Regions from separate parts of the Thunnus thynnus genome. Here region 2 is linked to region 1. The links are chromatin contacts, called in public Hi-C maps. All regions are on one chromosome and are shown on one strand. The core of a region is the stretch at or near the end of the contact, and the rest is flanking DNA. Distances in the headings are between cores, read along the strand shown. Region 1 holds the start of ctps1a (CTP synthase 1a). Region 2 holds the start of LOC137198378 (schlafen-like protein 1).

The links. Hi-C and Micro-C count contacts between places; a contact is called where the count stands out from the background.
Region 2: a contact with region 1 is called in a Hi-C map of muscle, with 5 times the contacts expected there. The contact joins the promoter of LOC137198378 here to the promoter of ctps1a in region 1. A contact is called at or near these places in 2 of 3 Hi-C or Micro-C datasets (both in muscle).

The regions. Positions count from the first base shown.
Region 1 is chr15:27,116,138-27,122,563 of fThuThy2.1, reverse strand. ctps1a (CTP synthase 1a) reads left to right here and starts at 5,124. Exons shown (of 18, transcript XM_067611591.1): 1 at 5,124-5,447.
Region 2 is chr15:27,290,924-27,296,826 of fThuThy2.1, reverse strand. It overlaps LOC137198378 (schlafen-like protein 1), which reads left to right and starts at 3,549. Exons shown (of 7, transcript XM_067612166.1): 1 at 3,549-3,655; 2 at 3,807-3,854; 3 at 4,217-4,278; 4 at 4,381-4,595; 5 at 5,162-5,258; 6 at 5,811-5,903. The coding sequence starts at 4,221.

The DNA of each region.
Region 1 (6,426 bases), core at 3,875-6,374:
TCTTCATGCTAAGCTAAGCTAATCATTTCCTGACTCCAGAAACAAAGGCATAAGATTGGTGTTATCTTCTCATTCCTAGAGATGCTTAGCCACTTATATGATTTCAATACTTGGCTTTCAACGTTGCTTTCTGTTTTAGTGTCCTGTTTTTGTAAAAGCTGCCTAATTTTGAAACCAATACTGCGTTTATTTTGGATGGATTATATGGATTTGTATGACTTAAAAAATGTCAAATTTAAAGACATTAAATATGTACAGGTTATCCAGTACAGTACAAATGTATTGGAGTCCGTATCAGTTTTCAATAACTGAATATCATGGCTGTGTGTCTAGTTTTCCATCCATCCATCTCCTGCTATCTCTTATTGCAACAGCAACCAACTCTCCCTCAGCTACTGACATGAAGAATAAAAGTGAGGAACCACAGGGCAGTAGGAGCTTTATACTTTACCGGGCACACTCCTTAACTATTATAATATTATCTCTACTTTTTTGCCATATTTCTTAATGAGTGTGGGCACTATAGGCTTCTGTTCATGCAATGTGAGTTTATTTTCTTTTTCTGTTTAGCCATGCTGGCTATTTATGCTAATACTACCCATGCCTTTCACAGGGAGCTGAAGCAGAAGTTAACCAACATGACAAACAAATGTCTAACATGGTCTGCACATACCTGCCCGCACAATGCATTATTGATTGGTTCAAAGGAAAGAGAGCAATAAGTAACCCATGTAACAATTGTTGGAATAACTGGTTAGTATATTAGTCACAAATGCAAAATGGAAATTCATTTACATGAAATGTCCGTTGTGGATAAATGGCCACCAAATGACAGCAACCATCACCATCATTGTAAATGTGACAACATGTGTATTACGCTTATTATCACTAAAACCTTGAGAAACTTTTGAGGTTCCCTAATTGTGAAAGCCCAAGGGGTTCTTCAACTCACACAGCAATTAATCCTTAAACTAAAATTAGGGCATGAAATTGGAGTTAAGATGTCTTGGAAGGACACTATGTTTAGACAAAACCCCTCTGGCACACTGTGTAAGGTATAATATTTTTAAGGAATGGGAAATTTACTTATTCACTTTCTGTGAGAGGAATGAGATGGGAAGATCTCATCTGTGCAATAGATACAGAGTTGGAGTCAGGATGTGTTTAGCCTAGCTTAGCATAAAGATGTGAAAACAAGGAAACCGTTAGCCTGACTGTGTCCAAAATGAAAACACATGCCTACCAACACCTTTAAAGGACACTAATTAACCCACTGTGTCTTGTTGCTTTAACCCACACAAAAAGAGAAATGTAAAAATGACAATGTGTTTTTTTTACATAGTTGCTACATGCTATAACTATTGACGAGCAGTAAAGGTTTATCTATCCACCAGTGTCTCTGTCTACAGTGTGGGTTCCAGTCGGTGCTGTATAGGCATGACAGTACCAAATCTGGCAACCTCACTGTGATGACAAGCCATCAGTTAGCTGAGCACAGCACATAACCGGTCTGCTGTTTTCTCCACAGTCTTTATGCTAAGCTGGTCAAATTATTTCCTGACTCCAACTCTGTACTATGAGACACAATGTAAATAAGACAGTAAATAGTAGCATATTTCTCAAAATATTGCAGTGTTTCTTTAAAAATGTGCAACAGGGAGCATTGCAGCTACATCAAAATATTAGCTGAGAACACAAGTTGCACCAGCAGGAGAGCAGACACATACAGTCTGTAAGAATATACAGGATGTTTCCATAAAATGTAGGAAGAACAGTCAGTTTCATCTCAGACTGACCTGCCTCCCTGCCTGCTGCTTCTGTTAAATCTCTAATAGGAGGAAATGGCTTGTGGTGAGGAGAGGATCCAGCCCTTCTGTGGGAGTTTAATTCAATCACAGCTCCGGTCAAAAATGAATTAAAACTCTCATTAAGCCCCCCCTGTGTTCCAGAAACTAAGCTGGCTGGTAAGACTCACAAGTAGAGATCGGGGTGTTACATAGAAGCATCAGTCAGCTCTGCAGTTATCTGTGTGTGAGTCATCCATCAGTCACTAACTCCATCATTTTGTTATTTTAATTTGCAGTGCTTGCGCTCACCCACACAGTGAGCTCAATGAACCCGCTTGCAGATGATCCAAACAGCAGTATGTGGACGTCGTGTTGTTGTTTAATCTGAGCGAGTCCTAGTTTGACAAAATTGAGACAGCAGTGCTCCCTGCTTAGACTTCATATCTCACTGAGCACAATGAGGATAATACACTGCGATCCGCATCACAGGGCCATTGACCTTTCCACAGTACACTGTAACTAACCACTTTGGACTGTGGCCATTTATTATATGGAGCACAGCAGCAGAAAGTGTTGTTTTGTGCGAGGGAGAGGAAGAGGAACCTGTGTGTTGTAACCCCACAGGAAAACATCTCTGTGCCTCTGACCACTAAAGTGTTTCTGCTGCAGGACCAATTCAGCCTCTCTATGTCGCTTCTGAGCAGTAGCTTTCATTATCACTGGACTCACACTAAACACATTGTTACATCTATTGTCAGGATACAGTGGCTCTGACACTTGCATTTAAGCTTATTCTAGCATGCCAGTTATTCCTCCTGGATTTAAGAAAATGAAAGATGTGAACAAATTCATTTTCACACAGATCATTTTTGCAAGACTTGTGACATTTTGATTCTCTGCCATGTGGAAATAAGATATGAACAATGCAAGGTGCTCTATGCTAAAACAGTCTGATGCTGATAAAAGCCTGGTACAGTGTGTGAAGCTAAACCAAACATTTATTCTTCTTTATCAACCGGCTAAAAGCATTTACACATGAGGAAAATGCTACTTTTCCTCTCTTCTATAGTCATGGTGAAACGTGAGCTCCCCCTGCTGTTACAAAGATGGAAAACATCTCTGGTGTGCTGCCTTCAAGTGCTCATTATAGTAAATGGACCAGGGAAAGAAGTAGTAGATGTGAGGAATTATTTAAGTACATGTATTCAAGTATTGTAGTGTAGTGTAACAGTTTTGAGGCACTTAATAATAATCCAATCATATTATATATATAATAATATATCACTCTGAAAGGAGCCGTTCCAATGGGTAACTTGACTTTTGATATTCGTACAACTTGCTGCTGACACTCCTAGACTTTTACTTAAGTAAAGTTTTAAATGTACTTAAATGTAGTACAGTTTTGAGGTAATTGTACTTTACTGAAGTATATGCACTTTAAGATAGTTAATATTTTCCACTACATTTGAGAAGCAAACACTGTACTTTTGCTTCCCAACATGTTTTTACTGCTGTAGTTATGAGATATGAGGACTTTACATGACACTACACAGTTACAGTTTATGAAATATGATGAATTGTCATAGATAGTAATCAACAAACAGTAATTCAAGAAAATAAAATGAATCTCTCTCGACTGCATCATTAAATACTGCTTACATGTTAGTGCATTAGTAATCACACTCTGAAAGGGGCTGTTCTAATGAATACTTTTGCTTTTACTTTCTTTACTTCTGGACTTTTATGTAGTGTTGTAAGTTAAGTTTTGAATGCAGGGCTTTTCCTTTTAATGGAGTATTTTTACATTGTGTTGCTGCTTTTACCTCTAAAAAAAGATCTGACTACTTCCACCACTCACTGCATGTAGGTGGTGCAGAGCATGGAATCAGTATAAACAAATGATGATAAAATCACTATCATCAAAAAATATATATAATAACTTTTAAATAACTAAATAAATAACTTTTTTCTTTAATATTTTTTAATGTTATTTTTGACATATGGTGCATATACAGACAGGTGACAAATTAAAGGAAGAACTGGTCCAGGTCTGAATGCTTGACCCCTACAGTGAGGGGATCTGGTGGCTCTGTTATGCTTTGGGGGGCATTTTGCTGGCATGGTTTGGGTCCACTTGTTCCCTTAGAGGGAAGGTCACTGCAAATCAATACAAAGTTGTTCTAAGTGATCACCTTTATCCTGCGATGAATCATTTCTATCCTGATGGGAGTGGTCTCTTCCTGGATGACAATGCCCCGATTCACAGAGCACGAGGAGTCACTGAGTGGTTTGATGAGTATGAAAATGATGTGAATCATATGCTATGACCTTCACAGTCACCAGATTTCAACCCTACTGAACACCTATGGGAGATTTTGGACTGACGTGTTAGACACCGCTCTTCATCACCATCATCAAAACACCAAATGAGGGAATATCTTTTTGTAGAATGGTGTTCCTCAGCCTTGGCATTGATTCTACAAGCCTCAGGAACTCTTCTGGAGGGATGAACACCATTTGGTCACTCGTCTGTATGTATAGTAGCATAAATTCTGCAGCTTCATGTTTCATATAAACAGCAGTAATTTAAGATCACCACATACAACAGTTCACCTTAACCTCAGTTAAATACTGCTAGAAAAATATCTTTCCACAACAGGGTTTGGTGATGGCAACCAAATTCCAAATATAGAGAAAAATAAATAAAACTTTTTTTTTTAAGTGGCTCATCCATCCCTTCTTCTCCTTCATGTTAATAATGGGACATTAGACCCAAATAAAACTGAATTTAAACTTTTGGGGAAACTTCTGTTACTTGCGAGGAAATGTATATGACTTAAATGGACTGAGTCTGAACCTCCTGCAGTTAATATGTGGGATAATAATAATTAGGATTCCTCCTCTTGAGAGGCTGTCTGCAGACCTGACTGGCAGTGATTTTTTTTTCTTTCTTAAATTATGTACCACAGGCGATTGAAAATACCTTGCTTGCAGGATTGACCAACTGTCTGTCAAATTTTCCTTTATATGTATCAGATTCTTAATTATATATGAAAGAAGCTCAATTGATTAATATAAAATATAAGGATTTCTTGTGGAGGCAATTGACTTTTTCTTTATTTTGTTATTTTTCCCCTTCTTTTGTAGCATGGTGTTGTATTCTTTTGGGGCTACTAGCTAATTTTATTTATTTATTTATTTATTTATTTATCTTAGCTTTGCATTGCATTAGGGTGGTTTATCGTCTTGCATCTGCATTTGTCGCAAAGCATTGACTGGGCAGGTTATTTGTTATTATCTATGGTGCTGTAGGTGTTGTCTGGGTTGATGCGATTGTTATTGTTATGTGTTATTGTCAATATAATTTTGTTTTGTCTTATAGGTATGGTGTTAGTGGCATCACTATGGAAATAATACTAAACCCATAAAAAGTAACGAGGTTGCCAGTACTGCGGAAGTCCTGAGGGTAGCACTGTGTAGTGAATGATGTGCTGCTGCAGCTGAGTCGTGCTACATACACGTGCGGAGTCAATGTGTGGATGGATAGCTCAGGAGAAACACAGGAGCTAAAGCTGTTTGGATAGAAATCTCGTCTCAGAAAAGGGCCCTGTGAGCCGTTTCAGTCGTTCAGAATTTGTTTGGAGAGGAAGGAATATTTTGGTGAGTTGAAATGTAATTCTGTTATAAGAGGGGCTAGTTGTCGAGCTAGCAAATACAGTTATTTTAGCTACAAGCTAGAAAACAATGAATAAGTATGACTTCCGGCAAAGAAAGTCTAAATAAAATTCATGCGCTGGAAAGTAGCAGTATATTACAATAACTGATTATATTTCAGCAATGCTCTGGTAACTTTAAGAGGAGTAGATAATACTATCTGCAACTTCAGGATAGTTTTGTTACGCGTTTGTTTCACATTAAATATGGTGTGTAGTTAACTTGGCTTTTATTTTGAATGCCATCTGTAAGCCCGCTAGCTTGACCTGTTTGTTATAAATGGGGAGCATGTTAGCACCTTTATATTTAAACACAGCAGTATCACTTGGTTCAGCCAGCGTAACATGTGTCTGTTTTCCACCGCGGCCGGTAAGAGGGACAGTCTGATAATTACTGTCGTATACCAATATTTTCCCGAATAGTTAGCCTGAAGCTAATTGTACTGGCCATGTTACTTTTGTCCCGTTTACTTTAATCACGGCGGTAACCCGGGCAGGCGGTGTGCTAATTTGTGATGTCCGTGCATAATCGAAGTTAGAATTTCCCATCCGCCCGGGCCGTGCTGTGTGTGTAACCAAGCGCGCTACATGTGCCATGCTTTGTAATGAGTTGCGGGAAGGATGGAAAACGTTCAACAGACTTTTACAAAAACTTGTTAAATCTGGTGACCTTCGAGGTTTTATTGGGTTAATAGACCAGTGGTTTTAGGAGGTAAACCTTCATTGTATAATTGGGTCTAACAATTCATGGGGTCCACGTTGTGGAACAAGGAGGACATGGAGGTTTAGCCATTGTTGTGGTTAATTAAATAGCTAAATTGTCTTTACAGAAATATTCTCTGCCCTTAATGTAAGCCATAGCCCAGTTTAATTAGTTGCTGTCATGTATGTGAATTAAGTATTATGTTTCATTCACAAGCGTATTT
Region 2 (5,903 bases), core at 2,300-4,799, 180 kb before region 1:
ATATCAGTGTTTAGGCTAACGTTAGCAGCTCTGTGCTGTTCAGTTTAAGCTACATGTGAAAGCATTACTTTGCCAGACACATCAGTTATTCCTCATCCTAAAAGCATGTTCTCTTGCAACGTGAAAAGGGTTTGAAAGTAAGAGGAATGAACTAAGTAGCCAAACAGGGTTATGTTAGAACACTATTCCGGTTACAGAGCTGGCTAGCTTGTTGTGCTACATATCACAACCGCTTGACTTTTTGAAAAATTTAATGTACACGGAACTACTCTCTGGAGAGTGAAAATTGCTGCTATTAGTCTTGGGATCCATTTCTAAACAAACTTACATGCCCAAAACTCTTTGTGGTGAGGGAACATGTCACTCAATGCAACAGTGTGGCTCATTGATGTGTTTTTAATAGTTTTTGGACAACAACGAAGATCTACAGCACAAAGGAATAAGATATATCAGGCTTTGGATACACGCACAATACTTGTAAGTAGGATGAGTTCATTGTTGGTTTGGATCTGCACATGAGATTTATTGACAATAGGAAAAATACAGAAAATTGCCAGCCATAATCTCTAAGACCACTTTTACAAGAGTCTTGTTTTAAAAGGAATACGTCGGAAATAATAAAAAAATCAAAAGTATGTGGTCGCTGGCTATGATATGAGAAGCATTTTGTGCACTTCTGAAATGTTGGGCCCATTGTCACAAAATTTACTAAGAATTTCCAGTGGTATGTGCCATGTGAGAACAGAAAGCTTGACAGATGAAACAATGAGGGAGGGGGCCTAGGGGACAGTCAATAGATAAGAAAATAATCAACAGATGAATTGATCATGAGAATAATCAGCAGTTGTAGTCCTACATCTATCTAAGAAATTAAAACTGTATATACATATAACATGAGGGAGGTTAGGTGACGTGTCTGGAGATTTACATGTGTGACCTCAGTAAAGCTACGGCCCTAGTAGTTACCATTTAAATAAGACTCTTCTCGAGGAGGTTCCACTAAAAAAATAGTTACTCACTGTATGATTTCCTTCACTAGAAATGATTCCAGTTTAAGAATTAAAAAATACAAACAAAGCCAGTCTTCCCATATGGAAGACTTGGCTTGAAATCCTATTTACATGAACACAAAATTGACATGAAACCATTTGGTGTAATCCATTTCTGCCCTCCAGCAGCTCTCTGCTACAGCATTTCCTCTGAATATTTCAGTTTCATGTTCATGTTACAATGACTGCTGGTTTACTCTGCAAAATGTCTTTTTCCATTGTGTTTGAATTGCATAGAAACCACTGCCTTGACACGGATCTTCAGAGAGCCTTTGTTTCAGGCATCAGCAGATTGGCACTGCTTACACTTAGGATCATATTATCTACTCAGTTCTTGATCATCTCAGGCTGAAGCAGCACATGGCCTTTCTTCACTGAGGTCATTTGCTGGGCTCCTATGTGTTGACCTCAGATTCAGGACATCAACACAACCAGGGGAAAACATGGCTCTTAACTTAGAACAACACTGACCTCAAGTGGCTATTTAACAACATCTCATTGACTAAAATAGAACTGTAGCCACAACACTCTTACATATTGTGTTTATGATATTATGTTCTGATTACAGTAATTATCATGCACTCACAATGTGCTTATACTGCTCTTCTGATGTTTTATAATGTGGAATGAGCACCACTACAGGTATAGTGTAACAGCTTCACAACAGACTGTATTTGTGCTCAGCGTTCTGCTCCACTTACTCAGTCAGTGAGGATGTGCTTGTGTACATTCCACTATTTAGTCAGTAAATGGCATGGAAAAAGAGATGAACTTTAAGAAATGTGGCTAAATTCCATTTCTCTGTAAATAACACTCTGGGTCCCTTCAGTGTGTGTACAATTACCCATCAAGTACTGTGCACAAAGTAGAATACACATGACATCTTCATTATATTTAAACTTGAGCTCTGGAAACATAGATAAAGAACACTAGATGCAACATTATGTCATAAATCATGGGATAACTGTCCACCATCTTACGTGGGTATTGTTTACAATCATCTCCTATTAGCAACAACTGTGGTTGTCAGCTGTGCAGCACATAACTGCTTTACCAAAAGGACCACAGAGACCAGGGAGGCTGTCAATATAGAGTAGATGAGAGGTTTTTTTAACATGTGGGTCAACTTTGTACCCGTCAGTCATTATAAAAGTTAGTGAACTAGGTAACTAACATCAACTAATGTTAAGTCACCAAGTAACTAAGTAACTAAGTTCTAAGTCAAAGTTATTGCTGAATGCTAGCTCTCAGCATTGATCTGTTAGCTAAACAGATATATAGCCAGCAAACCTTGTTTTAATGCTAGCTATGCTAACTTAGAGGTCAGAGATAACGTTTAGTAATGTTATTGATTGAATGATTATTTTTTTATTTCAAATATATTAAAATGACAAAATAAAACATATAGGCAGCAAAACAAAACAAATAAAAATAACAGCAAACTTTCAGTAAACAATAATAACCATTCAGTGTTCTAAAAGGGCGTAGGATGAAGTAAAGAACTTTTCTAGTCCTACCCTATTTTTAATACCTTATCAATCAAATGAAAGCCAAAAACATTCAAAACAACACGAGAGAATAAAGATAACTAACATAGTTATAACAAAGGTATCAATATCACCCTAACATTTGACCACTAAGCAGCTGTCAGTCAACTGTAAAGTAAACATACAAGCTTGCAATTTTGCTAAATTCCTGCAATTTGTCCGTATTATCATCATAAATTTAATATCCATATTTTTATGTGATGAGCATAATAGACAATTGCGAGGAGTCCATCAGGAGTTCTGCTGAAGGCAAAACTTGCTTTATCAACAAAAATAACTCCTTATTTACAGTTAGCAAGATTCTTCAGCCTCTCCTCTTATTATCAAAACAAACCCCATGCCTGTTAACTGAGAAAACAAAACAAAACAGCAAAACAGGAAGTATTTGCCATGTATGTGTGTGTGTATGTGTGTGTGAGTGTGTGACAGAGAGGGAGAGAGAGAGAGAGAGAGAGAGAGCTTTCCTTAAGTATAATTTATGAAATTAATCAATATATTAATATATTACAGTAGCTTCTCTCTTGTGTCTATGATTGTAATTGCCTGTCAATACAGGCCAAAATACAGAATTTTATTTAGGATTTCAACATAAGATATTGTTTAATATAGTATATTAGCCATTCAGAATACCAAAGACAGTTCTTACATATTAAGTAGGCACAGCTGTCTTACACTCATTACTTTTAATGAAAAACAGTATTGGTGTATTGGTAGAAATATACAAGGATTATAAAGACAACATAAGCCTCTGACACCATAGGTTCCAATTCCAGCAAGTTTGGAAACTGGACCCAGGAAAGATGGCTGCCATATGGTTCCATCCCAGAATGGCAGGTCATTATGACACGTTGCATCTTTTATATCTGTCTGGAAACCAACCTCCTCTCTTGGAATACACAAATCTAAACACAAATTGTTTTTTTTTAAATTTAATTTGCAAATTTACTTTGGAATATGCATCATTTAAACACTGTAGCAACTGAAATAACAAATGTTTTAAATACATTTTGCTTTAGTATATTGTGGTCCTCCTTAAAACAAGAAGACCCACCTTAAAGGGTAACTACACACTTTTTTCCTCATTTTTTTGTGCTGTACACATTATCCAATAGCTTCTTGTTAGTATATGATGTTAATACAGATGATGTTTCCAACAATACACATATTGTGCGTAAAAACTGCTTTTTCTGTTCAAAATGATCATCCACAGTTTAGAGGGACACTAACAGGTTGACTTTCACCAGCGTAGCAGGAAAAGGTAAGATGCTCAACTGTACATTGCTGTATAGCTGCACACACTCATAAACTTTGTCATCATCAGCCTAGTGCCAGCACTGCTCCCTCGCCATGCCTCGTGGCTTTGATTGATCATTGTTTTGATCAGCCTTGACTTGATGATTTATCAAGCCTCCTCGTGTTCATTTATCTATTTAGCACACTGACGCCCCCTTATTATCATCTCACACTGTGTATCTTATGCTGAATCACACACAATAAGCTTCTAGACTTCCAGACAACTTACTGTTTGTCTAAAAACTCACATGTGGCGACCTGTAAAATACAGAGCTTTCTAAGTTATTGTTCTGCTGTATTGTCAAGCAGCTTTTTTGTTATTCACAGCATAATGCATCAGCGACACAAAAGCCCAGAACCCTGCAAGTGGAGCAGGAGGATGAACCCAGGTACGAGGAGTGATGTACAGACCTCTGCCTCCTCGACTCCTTCCACATCAGCTCATGTAAGGACCGGTCTGCTACAATCAAACCAATCTGTTCGCTCAACAGTTGCCAGTAGAGCTAAGAAAAGTAAAAGGAACAGAGCCAATCGTGCCTGGACATGGAAACGTTTTGGCTTTAAAGGGAGAATGAGACTGAGGGGCTCCAAACGGCCTAAAAAGAAGAGACGCTCTGGGCGTTCCACCCTTCAGCCACAGAGCACACAGCAAAGCAGCGACAGTGCAGCTCAAATCCAGACTGGTCAACAGATAACATCACCACAGGTGAGATCAGAGTCACCAAGAATCACTAGAGCTGGAAGGATACATTGACAGGCTAATAACATCAGCTGATATTGTGTCACACATAAATAGATATGAGTGTGAATGTTGGCACAAATGCAAAAAAAACAAAAATTGTAAACAGCAAGAAATATTTTAGTGGCTGCATTTTTATGAATATTTGACTTCTCAATTAATCTTTTATAGAATTTTATGTTTTTATTTAATAATTTAAAATAATTTTAGTGATGTTTAGTGTTCAAAATTTATATTACTGTCATAAAGTGTTTTGTTCAACTGTAAAATATATTTACTCAGACATATATTTATCACAAAATGTTTTATGTTATGTATTTTTTGTTACTGTATGTATGAATATTAGCTCATATACATTTATTTCATGTATTGATATTGGTACTGGCTTCCAAACGGCCTCTACCAATGACCTTGATGACATAGAGATGAATCCACTATATGATTGTAATGATTTCAGTTTGTAACAATATGACACTTCACTGACCTGCTTCACTGACCCAGTCTATTTTGTTCCTTCTCTCTATGACACCCAGTCTATTAGTGAACAGGACATCACCAGTTGCCAGTGGCTCTACTATGGGGCTCACATTGGCAATGAGACCCGCAACATTGAGTTCAAAGTCGGTGGAGGTAATATTACAACAGCTGACAAGTTATATCCTGTTAAAATTGTTAGGCCTTGGGTGGTAGATGGGGCTGGAAAATGTCAGACAATAGTGAAAAATGATGATTACAATTTCCCAAAGACCAAGCTGATGTCTTCAAATGCCTCGTTTTTTTCCGACCAACAGTCTTCAAAACTTAGAAATATTCAATTAACAACGTTAGAAAATATGAGGGGTGTCACATCCTCACATTTGAGAAGCTGGAAAGAGAAAATCTACAGCATGAATATTACTGATTGATATTGTGTGTTTACATTTGTGAATGATTTGTTCATTAGCGCTCTGTATAAATGTATTTGCAGCTGTGCATTATTTAATAGTTAAATTGAATTTGCTCAACTTATTCCTGTCCTATTGAGTTTTTAAAATTCACTAAATTGCTGTTTTAGAAAAAAAAAATGTTGCAAGTGATGATTGTGTCATGCACTCCATTCAATTTTAAGTAAGATAAAAGGTGATGAAGACCATGGGGGTCAGAGACAGAACCAAACATAAACATGAAACTTCCTTCCTTCAGGAAGTTACATGCAGCATAATTTCTGCCAACACGTTTGTGTCTACGCAAGTGCCTTCCTGAACAGCGGGGGAGGCAGTCTGGTGGTCGGGGTGA